Linked DNA regions of Zea mays: region 1 is linked to region 2. The links are chromatin contacts, called in public Hi-C maps. All regions are on one chromosome and are shown on one strand. Each heading gives the region's core, a stretch centred on a gene start, on an enhancer-like site or on the middle of the called end of the contact. The rest is flanking DNA. Distances are from core to core; before and after follow the strand shown.

The links. A called contact is a pair of places that touch in the nucleus more often than the background predicts.
Region 1: a contact with region 2 is called in a Hi-C map of ear, with 2.5 times the contacts expected there. The contact joins the promoter of LOC100502213 here to the promoter of LOC103639563 in region 2. A contact is called at or near these places in 3 of 25 Hi-C or Micro-C datasets (ear, endosperm and tassel).

Annotation. Positions count from the first base shown.
Region 1 is chr1:153,859,713-153,866,628 of Zm-B73-REFERENCE-NAM-5.0, forward strand. LOC100502213 reads left to right here and starts at 3,716. Exons shown (of 9, transcript NM_001363234.1): 1 at 3,716-3,973; 2 at 4,648-4,738; 3 at 4,855-5,978; 4 at 6,415-6,916. The coding sequence starts at 3,812.
Region 2 is chr1:153,293,285-153,299,527 of Zm-B73-REFERENCE-NAM-5.0, forward strand. LOC103639563 (protein MODIFIER OF SNC1 1) reads left to right here and starts at 2,425. Exons shown (of 9, transcript XR_559530.3): 1 at 2,425-2,952; 2 at 4,486-4,566; 3 at 4,657-4,701; 4 at 4,817-5,180; 5 at 5,268-5,349; 6 at 5,630-5,710; 7 at 5,809-6,243.

The DNA.
Region 1 (6,916 bases), core at 2,466-4,965, 570 kb after region 2:
GCACCAAGCAAGTCGCCTCCCAGCGGTCCGGGTAGACCCCGCGACTATGCTGGTAGACCACACAGCGATACTCGACGGACCAAGTATGCCGGTCAAATGCCCGACGTAGCAGGGTGTCGAGCGCATCATGGAAGTGACACCCGCGAGCAGCGTCGCGAGTGATGGGTCGAGCAACCCATCCTTCCGGCTCAGGGTTAGCAGAGAAGTCGGTGTCGTGGCTCGAGCTGTCGTCGCCTCCTCCGTCGTCTGGGTCTCCTCCAGCAGCTACTCCAGAGGCTGGGGCGCCCAGTGGTGGTGCAGGGGGCGGCTCCAGAGGAAGCACAGGGGAGCAGCTCCTCACAGACTCTATCTCCTGGTGGAGCGAGAGGGAAGAGCTCCGCTGCTCCTGTCGTCGACGCTCCTGCTCCTCACGCAGGCGGTGGTGTAGTCTCTCCAAGTGGCTGGACTGTCCGGCCACGGGACGGCGAAGCGGACGCTCAGCAAGGCGGGAGGGTAAGAAGGGGATGACTGACTTTCGTGCAGTGTGTCTAAGTCGAGCCATCTACAAAAGACATCGCAAGCAAAAGGGTGAGAACAGAATTAATATGACCAGCAAGTAATAAGTAAATGAAGGATCAGAATGAAACATAATTTTCAGCAAGGTATAATATGTAGTAGAACATAGGTTTGGTCAGTAGGACCAACTTTTGAAGGGATATCAAAGTCAAGGAAGAGACAGAGGTCTATAGTCCTTAGAACGACCATTCTACTCTAGGTTAGCGGTCCTACAGTCAGCACGGCTTTGATACCACTTATGTCACACCCGGTTTTAAAAAGGCAAACCGAATGCGAACCATGTACGTGCCAGGATCAGTTATTCACGTACACAGCAGTTACATAATATGGACATCATCACACAGTGCTCAAAATAGTATTAATAAGGGGAAATAATCGATTACATCATACGTCTGAGACGTCCATATAGTTCTTACAATAAATCAAAGTGCGGAAAAGAAACGTAGATAACGCGGCCTTCACAGGCAGCCGACTGGGGGTTGCCGCTAACCCACACCTAGAACTCGTCGTAATCTTGGAACTCCTGGAAGTCTCCTTCCACAGCTTCATCTTCGCCTGAGCAGTGGTTGCAATGCTGACAACCTGGGGGGGGGGGTTTGGTGTGTAGAGCAAGGGTGAGTACACATCAACATACTCAGCAAGTATCCTGTTTGGCTGTAGTGGACTAGCTTTATGTGGGGATAAGTCAAGCAGTTGCTTTTAGTTGGTCAGGTTATTACTTACTAGTAGAAAGCCAGGTTTTAACATTAACCCAAGTTATTAACCCAATGTATCCTTTCCAAACGGAAAGAATACCACTTACCAGCACCATAACCATAACCAGAACCATCAATCTCATAACCACCTGTACCACAATGTCTCTGATCAAGTACCACTAATCATTGGAGCTCCCTTGGCCGCTCATAACCGCGAGCACGGCTGATATATCAGTTTCATAACACTCTGCAGAGGTTGTGCACTTTACCCACAAGCCGTGATTCCCATTCTGCCCGGAGATCATGACTCTCCATTGATCACTACCAAGGTGATCCAGCAGGGCATCACTACGAAGCCTTTACAAAGATTCCCCGGGACTGCAGCCACCCGTTAGGTTTCCTAAATGCACCGCACTCCTCCCCAAGGGGCGAACCCAAACTTGGCAGAGCGAGCCGCATACACCGAGCCCCATTGACGGCACGACGGCTAAGTGAACTACACCCCGGATCCTCTAATTATTCAGCTAAGGGTACCCCATTCCACCCTCATGGTTGCACTGTTTTCCCGGGCGGTCATCCATAGAACAGGTCCTTACGGAGAGGCACTCGAGAAACCGCTCGAGTCCCCTTGAAAACCACAAGTATATCATAAAGAAGAACGGGAAAACAGCGTATCATAGATAATCACATCATGTTCATTGATTAGAGTTGAGCAATAGCATCAGACTAAGTAGTAATAATCCGACCCAAATAGGTAAACAAGGACATGGATAACAAAAGCTAGTCAATCCTTAGGTATAAATGTGTAATGCGGGAGGTGAATTAAAGAATGAATAGGACATAGATAGGTCAAAGGACACTTGCCTCCACCAAACGACTGCTGCTCAGGGGCTTCTCCTGCGGGTTCCTCGGGCTCTTCGACCGGATCGTTCTCTATGCGAGCGCAAACATACATACATACATCCACATATTTAATACAAAAGAACAGTACACCATACAAGATAACAAATAAAGCGAATATGCATCAAGTATGACATTCGATAACGCATTTGTTATGGTTAGAAAGAAACGGGAAAGGTCTCGCAGGGGGGTTAAATCTTATGCACTAACGATCACTTACAAATGGTTCTTAACAAAAGAATTCTGTTACATATATTTATATATACTGATGGAAACCTAATCACTTTTAGTTGATCAACATTGCACAGGGTAAACAATTAACTACGTGAATCAATAGCATAACGGAATTTTAAATTAAACTTCCTATTTCCCATAGCATAAACAGTGATTAGCCTACTTAAAATACAGTAATTATGATCACAGAAAGTAAATAAAATAAAATAAAAAAAAATAAAAAAACAGAAGGGGGGGGGCGGTTGAACCGGCCCTAGGGCGGTTGAACCGGCCCTAGGCGGGGCGCGGGCGCGGGCGGCGCAGGGGGGCGGCCGAGCAGGGGGGCGGGGCGGCCGAGCCGCTGGGCGCAGGGGCGGCCGAACCGGCGGGCAGGGAGGCGGCGCAGGGGGCGGCCGAGCCGGGGGGCGGGGCGGCCGAACCGGCGGGCAGGGAGGCGGCCGAACCGGCCATGGGGAAAGGGGGGAGGGGATGGGGGAGGGAGGAGAGGGGGAGGGGGAAGCTCACCGGCGACGGGGACGGGGCGGCCGAGCGGGGCGGCCGAACGGCGACGGGGAGGGGCGGCGGCCTAGGCAGGGGCGGCGGCTAGGGCAGGGGGCGGGTAGGGGGCGGCGGCTTGGGTGGGGAGGGAGAAAATGAGGGGGGAGAGGGAGAGGGTTAGGGGATAAGGGAAAGAGGGGGAGGGGCGGCTGGGCCTACTAGGCCCAAGAGGGGGGCGCCAGGGGGCGGCTGGGCCGGCCGGGGTCGGCCCACGGCGCGGGAGAGAGAGAAAAAAAAAGGAGAGAGAAAGAGAGAGAGAAAAGAGAAAGAAAAGAGAAAGAAAACATTTTCGAAATCCGATCTTTCTACATGAATGCATTTGCACTTTCAAAGCAATCAAAAGAAATGCAAGGTTCGGCATGGTGCATCAAACAACATAAAGTATTTAGGGTTTTTATACATACGGGAATTCCAAACCGAATCCCGCTAGAACTTTGGAAAAGGTCAAGGTTTAGCGAGGGAAAAAGAAAAAGAAAAGGTAACGCCCGAATTTTGGCGAGTAAAGAAAAGAAAAAAAATTCAACTGCAAAAATTCGGGGCGTTACACGTGCTGTGTTCGTGTCATATTAAAATAGTCGTGTTTCGTGCTGGCCCATATAGCCCGGCCCGTTTGGCAACCTATAGCGTGAGCCCCGAAAATCCGACGGCCCCGCAGACAAAAAACGTGGGAATTGGAATCCCTCTCGCGCCCACGGGGCCACGCCGCCGCCCTCTCTGGCTCTCTCCATACTTGCGGGCCCCACCGGTCAGGATCTCGGCGCCTACGACAAAAAAAAAATCGTAGCTGCTTTCCCCTACCCTTTCCGTTCTCGGAGGACGAGGGCGCGACGGCACGCGGCGAAAACGACGCGGCCGCGTCGCCAAAACCGTCGCCTCGCTTCCTCCCTCCCATGACGGGCTCGAAACCCGCGCCCGCCGCCTCGCAGAACCCTAGCGCGGTCCCGCATCGTCGTCCTCCTCCTCCTCCTCCTCCTCCTCCTCCGCCGCCGGTGACAGCGGTTGCGAGGGTGCGCGAAGAAGGCGAGCTCTCCTCCGGCGCCGACGACGACGAGGTGAGCTCTCGCGCCTTCTCGACCCGCGCTCGCTCGCTCGTCCCCGGATCTAGCTGCTTCAGCTCTATCGCGTCCGCTCTACAGTTGCTTGCCGTTGACGCTTTTGACTCGTCCCGCGGCTAGGGTACCGAACTTGGATTGGCGGTGCTGGATGCTTCCTTGCTTAGGTGTTCTGATGAAGCGTGCTTGATTTGTAGCTTGGCGAATTGTTGGGGGATGGACGCGCTGTTGTGGCACTGGCTGTGGCTCTAAGACCTGGCAGCGACCGGAAGAGGGCTTCCAGTATGGGAATGGGATTGGATGCATGCTTAGAAGCTCGTTGTTCGGTGTTTAGGAGTTAGGACTATGACAACCATCTAGGGCTTAAATGCGATCTGATTCTGCTGTTATGGTTGAGCTGCCTTGAAGTTGTAGTTGCCAAGTCGGTGTTGTTGGTTTGGGTACTGTACGGTGTACATGACTGGCGCTTTAAGTGCTGTGAGATTCTGATTGATCTATTTATGCACTGCATTTATCGATTTCTCATATTTAGCATGTACATACATGATTGCATATCTGTCACCCTTTTGTGTTATGTACCTATGTATGAACATACCAATGCATTTATTGCCGATACGTGAGCTTAGATTTGCAACATTTGTCGCTTATCATACTCATTAAATTGCTTCGAACAGACTCTGCAAACTCAGCTAGGTGCCGCATCCATTCTTGGGAAGTTTGTGGAGGCTGGATCTCAAGTGCCATCGGCAAGTCTCCTCGGTAAAGGTGATTAGCGATCCTGTGTTTCATGTTTTATGCCAGTTTCCTTCCATGTATTGATGGCCTGCTTCTTTACTGATCTGGCTGCGTTACCTGATACCTCTTATTCTCTGACTTAATAGGCAGTAACACCTTGATTGTCTCAAATGCTCTGAATCATAAAGCGTCTGCTCCAAGTTACAAGAAGATCATGAGGGTGAATCAGGGGCAATTCAAACCTGGCACTAACCGGAATCTTTCATGGCAGAAGCCTGTGTCAAGTGATAACCTTCTGATAACTTTCTCAGATGATGATAGTGGGGCAGACTCTGGGAAGACAGGGCGAGATAAAGTTAGGAAGGCTAGCTCTCAAGGTACACAGAGAACAGGGAACAGTATGCAAACTAGGATCATGAGAGAGGAAGTATCTCAGCAGAAAAACCTTGGTTCAAAAGTAGGTCCTGCACACTTGCCTGCTTTTCCATTCACACATAGAAATGTTGGGGCCGGCAGGGCATCAGGTAATACCTTTTTCAGGAAAGAGCTGCCTGTCCGCCAAGTTAATCCTCTAAAGTCTAAACAGAAAGTTCAAAATGGGGTAGGAGTACATTCTGAAGATCATAGGTTAGAAATCTTGCGCCATAAGATAGCTGCTAAAGAAAATGAACTAAAAGGTCAAAAAAGACCTTTGTCCGCTGTTGCTACAAAGAATGCAGATTTTTCTTCCAATCAGCCAAGGCTGCCATCTGAAAAGATAAGGCTTGAAGCTTCCAGCATTGGTGAATATTCACGCTTTAATAGTCTGTCTGAACATAGTGGAGGACCAAATAAAAGGTTGAAGCTCAATCAGCAGTACAACCAATTTTGTAGTGACCTGACACCATTGGCACCTATTGGTTCTATATCAGGAAAAACCAATGTGCAATCTTCAGAAGTGACAAATCGGTCTGAAAATGGAATTACTATGAACCTTAATGTTAATGAAACAGATACAACAGACACAACAGAACTTGCAGATCAAATACAACAAGGTGGGGCAACTAAGAGCCTACGTCACCACAAAGATTCAGGAGGTGCTGAGAACCATGTTATGCTTGAGTCACATGATGGGCTTGCAGCACAACCACCATTTACTGACACACAAACTATACCAGAAGATACAAGTGCGTTGGCCCCTGTGACGTCAGCCCAAGCTAGGCAACAGGTACTGGCTGTTGGTACTTCACCTGTGTTAGACGGAACACCACAATTGCAACCTGGAAAGGAGGTTAGTTCTGCACTTTTGTGATGCTCTACTTATTTTTCTTGTTTATTAGTAATACATCTAATTAGTCAATGCTCAGTTAATACTTCTGCTGTGTTGCTAACCTGCTAGAATGCCCCCCTGGAATGAACTATTGAGCTTGAATGCAACTGAGACACATATGGTAGCAATTTGGAGCCACTAGAAATTTGTACTGATTATACCTGACACTAAACTGACTAACTGAGAAGGGTTCCTTCTGGAAGCATGTATTTCAGCATGTGCATGCTTTGATTTGATTGTTGAACTCATTTTAGTTTCTTTTTCTGGAATCATGATTTCAGTGTCAAATTTCTGTGTTAGTTACATTAATTTTTTATTACAGCAGTAAAGCACAGATAATTTGAATCATGAGTAAGGTAAGGTCAATTGATCAATTCCCCTCTTTTTTTCCCCGCAGAATGACGAATGTTTGAACAGCAGTGGCCAGATAGGCGTAGAGACACAGAACACAATATTGTTCTCTCTACTTGAGATGGAAGAATTACAAGACAAGGAATTGGAGGATGCTCAGGAGCATAGACAAAAATGTGAAGCTGAAGAAAGAGAAGCTCTTAGAGCTTATCGCAAAGCACAAAGAGCTTTACTTGAGGCAAATGAAAGATGTGCAATTCTTCGTAGAAAAAGGGAGATTTGCTCTTCACAAGTCCATGGTTTAATTGCAGAGAATTCTTCTTTGGTGCAGTCTTTGAGTATTCGGAATCCTGAAGATGGCCTTGCAATGCCATCACTGCTCAATTCTCAGATTCATGCAGTTAGTCAGATTCCTGAAAATCAGGGTGGTAGACACAGGCTGTGTCCTGAAGAACCTTCTCAGCAGCAAATTGATAAGCATGAAGATGAAGCACGTCCACACTATTGTGATAAGCTTGCTGCCAGCACAGCTGATCCCAGCTCTGTGA
Region 2 (6,243 bases), core at 1,175-3,674:
CTCAACGGGGAGTAGGTTCATTGGAACCGAACCTCAGAAAACAAATCACCGTGTCCATTTGTGTTGATCATTATCATTCGATTTGTTTCTTCCCTCTCCTCTCTCCCTAAAGTTCTCTTGCTCACAATATTTTGAGTTGGCTCCTAAAGTTATCTATATTGATTGAACAACTCATAGCAAGAAGAACTATCTTTCGCACCCCATATTCACTATTATTTGTTTCTAATCCTAACCCGGGTGAAGTGCGTGTTCAAAGTTTATAATTTTCAGGTTTCGCCTATTCAACCCCTCTAGGCGACTTTCAGTAACCATCAAGCGAGCAGAGACGAAAGTGCGAAGGTAGGATACCTCCCCGCACACTGAGTGCGACACTTTCACTGCACAAATATCACCTTTGCATAGATTTCATATGACCTCGAGAACCGCCACTAAGAGCGCCCGCAGACAATAAACACAAGCATCACAAAATTGCCTCCAATAAGGTGAATGACATAGAAGGGCCATCAAGCCGAGGCTGGCAGAAAGCCAAGCAACGCTTTCGCCCATAACCAACGTGGTCGTCGCTGCACGGCCACCCGAACCTTTGGACACAAGTGTCGGCACAACGTTTTGGGTGGCCCGAGGGCAAGGAGTCGATGATATAGAGGCTAAAGAAGCACTCAATCATAGAGACCTTGCCGGAGGTCAAGGGAAAAAACTTCGATAGCAAAGACAGGGAACGGAGACGGAAAACAACAGTGGAGCACATGTGGCGAAGGTCCGTGGCCACTGGAAGGCGGTAGCGGGGGACTGAGCGGAGGAAAAGGTGTGGGGCGGAGGGGAGTAGTAGGGCCTAGACTCAACTATAGATCTGAACCAATGCGTTGAGGCCGACAACGTACATGACACACACGACGAACGTGGTCAGCAGTATGATCACCATCTCCACCACCCCGCTATGGCCGGGGCGAGTAGAGGGGCGCGCCGCGGCCCACGCGCTGCCAGGGTGAGGACCGCAACAACTACAGCCGATGGCCAAGGGTATACCGGAACTGCGACGGCATGCTAGATCCACCCTCGGGCGGCCCAGATCCATCTTAGGGGCGTCTGATCTTGCCGTCGGCGAGGCTCTAGCAACGGGGCGATTATCGACTAGAGCTTGAAGGTAAAGGGAGGTGGAGGGGAGAAGGGACATGAGTAGATATGTCAATGGGGACCCGATACTGGCTAACCCGTGGGGAATTCCCCTATTAGGGTACGAGTATGGGACAAAAAATGTCCCCATGGGTATGGATATGGGACAAAATCTCCACCCATTGGGTAAACGGGTATGGGTTTGGGAAGCAATAATCCGAACCTGATTACCCATGGATATTTCATATGTGTACACCTGTCCTGTTTGTATGAATGAGTTGAGGTCGAGCCGGCCACCAAACCCAGCACGGCAGCGCACCAAACACCAGGTCCTAGCCTAACAAGGCAACTAGCAGAATAGCAAAAAACGAAATCCTAAAATAACCAGCCATACACTACGCCGACTGCTAGGAGACTAGGACGACGGTAACGACCATGGATTCTCAGACGCCAACGAACTCGGATGGTGACCAAGGAAGGTAAGGAGACTCTATTTCTCCATTTCTTCTATTGGTCCTGAAGTACAGTTTTTTTATGGATGGATGAATGGATCATGGTTCATGGATGAGTGCTTGCCGATGTGGTGATGTATGAAATCTGGATAGTTTGTACTAGCTGTTAGTACCTAGTTATCCTTTAATTGGGGATGTGGACCCATTGGGGACCCGAAACCCGAATGGAGATGAGTTTTGCACCCATGATGGGTATGATGATGTGTATGGGGATGGATCAGATATGATGGGATGAGTCTGGGATGCTATAACCCTGTGGGGAATACCCCATTGACATCTCTAGACATGAGAGGCTGAATTGAGCCCCGCTGCCGCCTTCCTAGCATCGACACGGGTCTCCCAGCCGTGTGCTCAGACGACGACGAAGTGGTGGAGAAGGGCGACGATTACGGGCGACACGACATGAGTTTCCGCCCGTATCGCCCCTGAAGGACAACGCAAGTGACCTTTTTCAAAATACCATGATTTTGAAAATTTTTAGAATCACAACCAAATACCAACCAAACACTTTATGATATAAAATACTATTACTAACCATAGTACCTAAAAATAAAAAAATATTTTACTTCCACATAGACCCTCAAGCAGTCAAGCCCTCAATTCACCTGTCTAGTGTCCAAGGTTTACAAAACCGATAAAAACCGACGGAGTGCGGTTTTTGTTAACCACCGGTTTTTTTTTCAAATTCGTTCTAAATTCAAAAAATTTGAAAAAAATCATCTACGGGTACCCACCGCCAGTCTCTACCATCTACGAATCTCCCTCCGCTCCTGTTCCGCCACCGCCAGTGCAGGAGAGCGCACGGGCTCCCGTCCCCGCGTCCATTCACGCCATGCCACGCGTCCGTCCTCTCTGACCCTTTTTATTATTTTCGCTCTCACGAACCCCTCTGGCCTCTGGCCCTCTCCAACCTTCTCTCTTCCCCGTTCCCCCGTCGCCTCGGCATTCCGCCGCCGACTCCGACGAGGGGGCCCCACCTGTCATCCTCCTCCCCCGCCGCCGTTCGCCGGACGGCAGCGCGACGAGGAGCCGTTTACCCCTTCCTGCCCCGCGGCATCCGCGTTCGCGTTGTGCGCCGCTGATCCGAGCGGACCGCTTCCCGCGCTGATCGCTTTCTCCGTTCGACCCCTAGGGTTTCGGCGTTCCCCTGTCTCCCCGCGCCCCCTTGGAGGCAGCACCAGAGATCTCGATCTTCCGCGGCCTCGGTCGCGCTACGCAGTTGACCCCGCTCGATTTATCACCGGGGAATTAGAGAGGCGTTTTCCGGGGGAGTTTCTTCGCGGGGAAGAGGGGCCATGGCCTCGAGTCTGCTCACCACGGACAGGAGGTTCGTGGTCTCCATCCCACGCTCCCACACGTTACAATTATTTTCTTAAATTTTCCATTCGCAATTCTGGTTTGATCGTGTAGTGCCTGTGCATTGATACCTGTGTTTTTTTCTTTAAAAAACTAGAAAATTAGTATCTATTTGGTGTAGTGAGGTTGTGGGAGCAGCAGCCTCTGTCAATTTATTTTGGAGGTATAGATGCTAATTGGATATTTGCCATTACAACAAAAGGGGTTCACAAAATTGTCATCAGGACCACATTCTATAGACTCAGCTAGACCCACAATTCATAGATACAGTTGCATTTATAACAAGGAGTCAATGTTTTAAGTGCCAAAATACCCATTATTCCAGCTTTTGGATGGTGGGGTTTGATATTGAGCTGCTGATTGGCCAATCGGCTTAATGGAGCTACAAAGTCCAGCTGGCGTGGCACTTGTGTCATCATGCTGGAACCAAAGTGTTTTATTGGTGACAATTATATGAAGATTTTGTCAGTTTGGCCATTGGATTTGTCCGGTAATCCAACTTGTGTGGACAGAGGTCGATGAAGGATGTAGTGATTTTATGCTCTTGCTGTGAGTTCGTTCTGAAATTCTGGATTTATGCTTATGGTTTTGTGCACATGGTCCTCCTGTCTTGATAGCTTGCTTACCCTTTTCCATCTTTCAATCAAGCCTTCTGTTTTTTTGCTTAACTTTTTTTGGGATCTATTTGTGGTTTTATGGTGTGCTTAGTAAAAAGCTGTGATGCTCTATTTGTACTAATCTCTTATCACAAATATAAGTTATTGTAGGTTTGTCATGTTAAACTTTATTCTTATCTTGACCATTGGTGTCAACATTTTGAACACAAGATTGAAACTAGTAGATTCATTGTGAAAACTACTCCCTCCGTTCCAGATTAGAAGGCACTTTGACTTTTTTCTGGCGCATCGAATTTGCTATGTATCTAAATATACGTTATGTATATATACATAGTAAATTCAATGTACCAGAAAATTCAAAGCGACTTATAATTTGGAAGAAGGAGTACTTTAGAATATATAACTCTTCTCATTGGGGTAAATATTTTTGTAGATATTGCCAGTAAAAGTTGAAAAATTCCGACTTAAGATAGACCCAAATGGACTTACATTTGTGATCATAGGAGGTAATATTTAAGCTGAGAATCCCTAATTAATGATTGTACAATAACATAAGTATGTCACACAATTGCATGTACATATCACAAATTGAGGCGATAAGGCAAAACATCTTGGCCCATCCAGAACTAGCCATGTCCTAGTTATCTCAAAAGCTTATGAACATAACTTTCTTTCCTGGATATTGTCCCACCTGTAACAATTATTCTGTTACACCTGCTGATTGATATCATGTTCATGTCCATATTATGAACTGCCTTGTTTTGTGATGACGTTTAGTGGGATATTTTGTATTTATAATTTGTATCGGTACAATTTTTTGGTTGTACTGTTTGCAAAAAATTCTCTTTGTACTTGCATAATCAATTATTCCTTATGACTTCCTTCAGATGGGGTGCTACTCCTGCAAGGAAATCTGGTATGACTGTTCTAGGAAAAGTCCCAAAACCTATTAATTTACCAAGCCAGAGGTAACAATTTTTGTATTGGCTATTGTTAGCAAATCATTAACTCTATATACTTTTTCTATAAGTGGATTGATTTGGTTATTTTTTATTTAGGTTGGAAAACAATGGTCTTGATCCCAATCTAGAACTGGTTCCAAAGTAAGTATGCATCCTTGTTTCCTAACTACTCATATGATTCAGTGTTTTAAGGTTTAGGATGGTCTCAATGGTCTCCCAAAATTACCGTGTCATGTGATTTCTATTTCAATGGTAGGGGCACCCACACCTGGGGCAGCAAAGCACCATCCACAACACCAAATGCATGGAGTTCCTCGTCAATTCTGTCTACCAAGAACGATGGAAGTTCCAGTTCATCTAGCCACTTCAATGGTCGACCGTCCTCTGGCGGAGGCTCAAGGCCATCAACAGCTGGAAGTGAACCACTTGGTTCACCCAATGCTTGGGGTCCAAATTCTCGCCCATCTTCAGCATCAGGCACATTTCCATCATCTCATCTACCAATGGCCACAAATCGTCCCCGAAGTGCGGAAACAAGACCCGGAAGTTCACAACTTTCTCGATTTGCGGATAATGCTTCAGATAATGTGAAAGCGTCGATAAGGACTATTGATAGACCGGTAATGCTGCAGGCCTAGAACTGGGTCTAGATCAGGATTCAATTCAATATGTTATTCAGTTCATATATATGTATTTTACCTGTGTAGGGGTCTTCATCACATGGGCCTGGGTTCACACTAAGTACTGGTGATTTCCCAACACTTGGCTCTGAAGCAAATAGTCAACGAGGTAACTATGTGCAACACAAAGTGCTGTCTATATTTTTTTTGTTTTCAAGCTTTCTGCCCCTGCCATATTGTTTCTTTGGTTGTATAGTTTTTATGTTTAGCATGTCAAATTATGAGCTGCCTTGAATACTACATATGTGCTAGATATAAATGCTAGCATTGGTAAATTATTTGGGCAAATATGTTTTTTTCGTATTTTTTTTTTGAATTACAATGGCCTGTGTCATCTACTTAGTTTGTGTATAGGGAGAGTTCTCTTTACATGTCTTTTTTTATTCCAGGCCATAGTTCGAAAGGGCGCCCAATTTCTAGTTCGGGTAAAGAGGTGTCGCAAGGTGAACAAGTGAAGAGCCTAACAACTGGTATAATATATTTCATCATTACAACGTAGGTTGATAGCAGCAACTATTGTTCGATACGTATTGCCTGACCTAGTAATGGGAAATATCTTGTGTGCTAGGAAATGGTGAATTAATTTCACAATCCAATAATCAACCTGTTGATATCATGAAGACAGAGCAGCATGCACACACTGGAGGTGCTCCTGTCCTCGCCACAAATGTGCCAAATGAAGGCCTGCAACCGCGGCCATATCCACCAAATTTTCCTATGCCTCATCCGCAGTTTGATTCATGGCGTGCACCTCCTGGTCACCCCCCTGAGGGAATGTGGCATAGAGGACTAGTGCCAGGTGGGCCATACAGACCAGTTGGCCCCCCTGGTAGTTTTCCTGTCGAACCATTTGGTTATTATGGTCAGTTCCCACCCAACTCTGAAGTTGCAGCAAGGCAGGGCCCAGGGCATGGTGGATATCAGGCTAAAAATGGAGATGTGTATCATCCTACGCCTCCTAATTCCTATATTATGAATCAGCCTGTTATTCCAGTCAGACCAG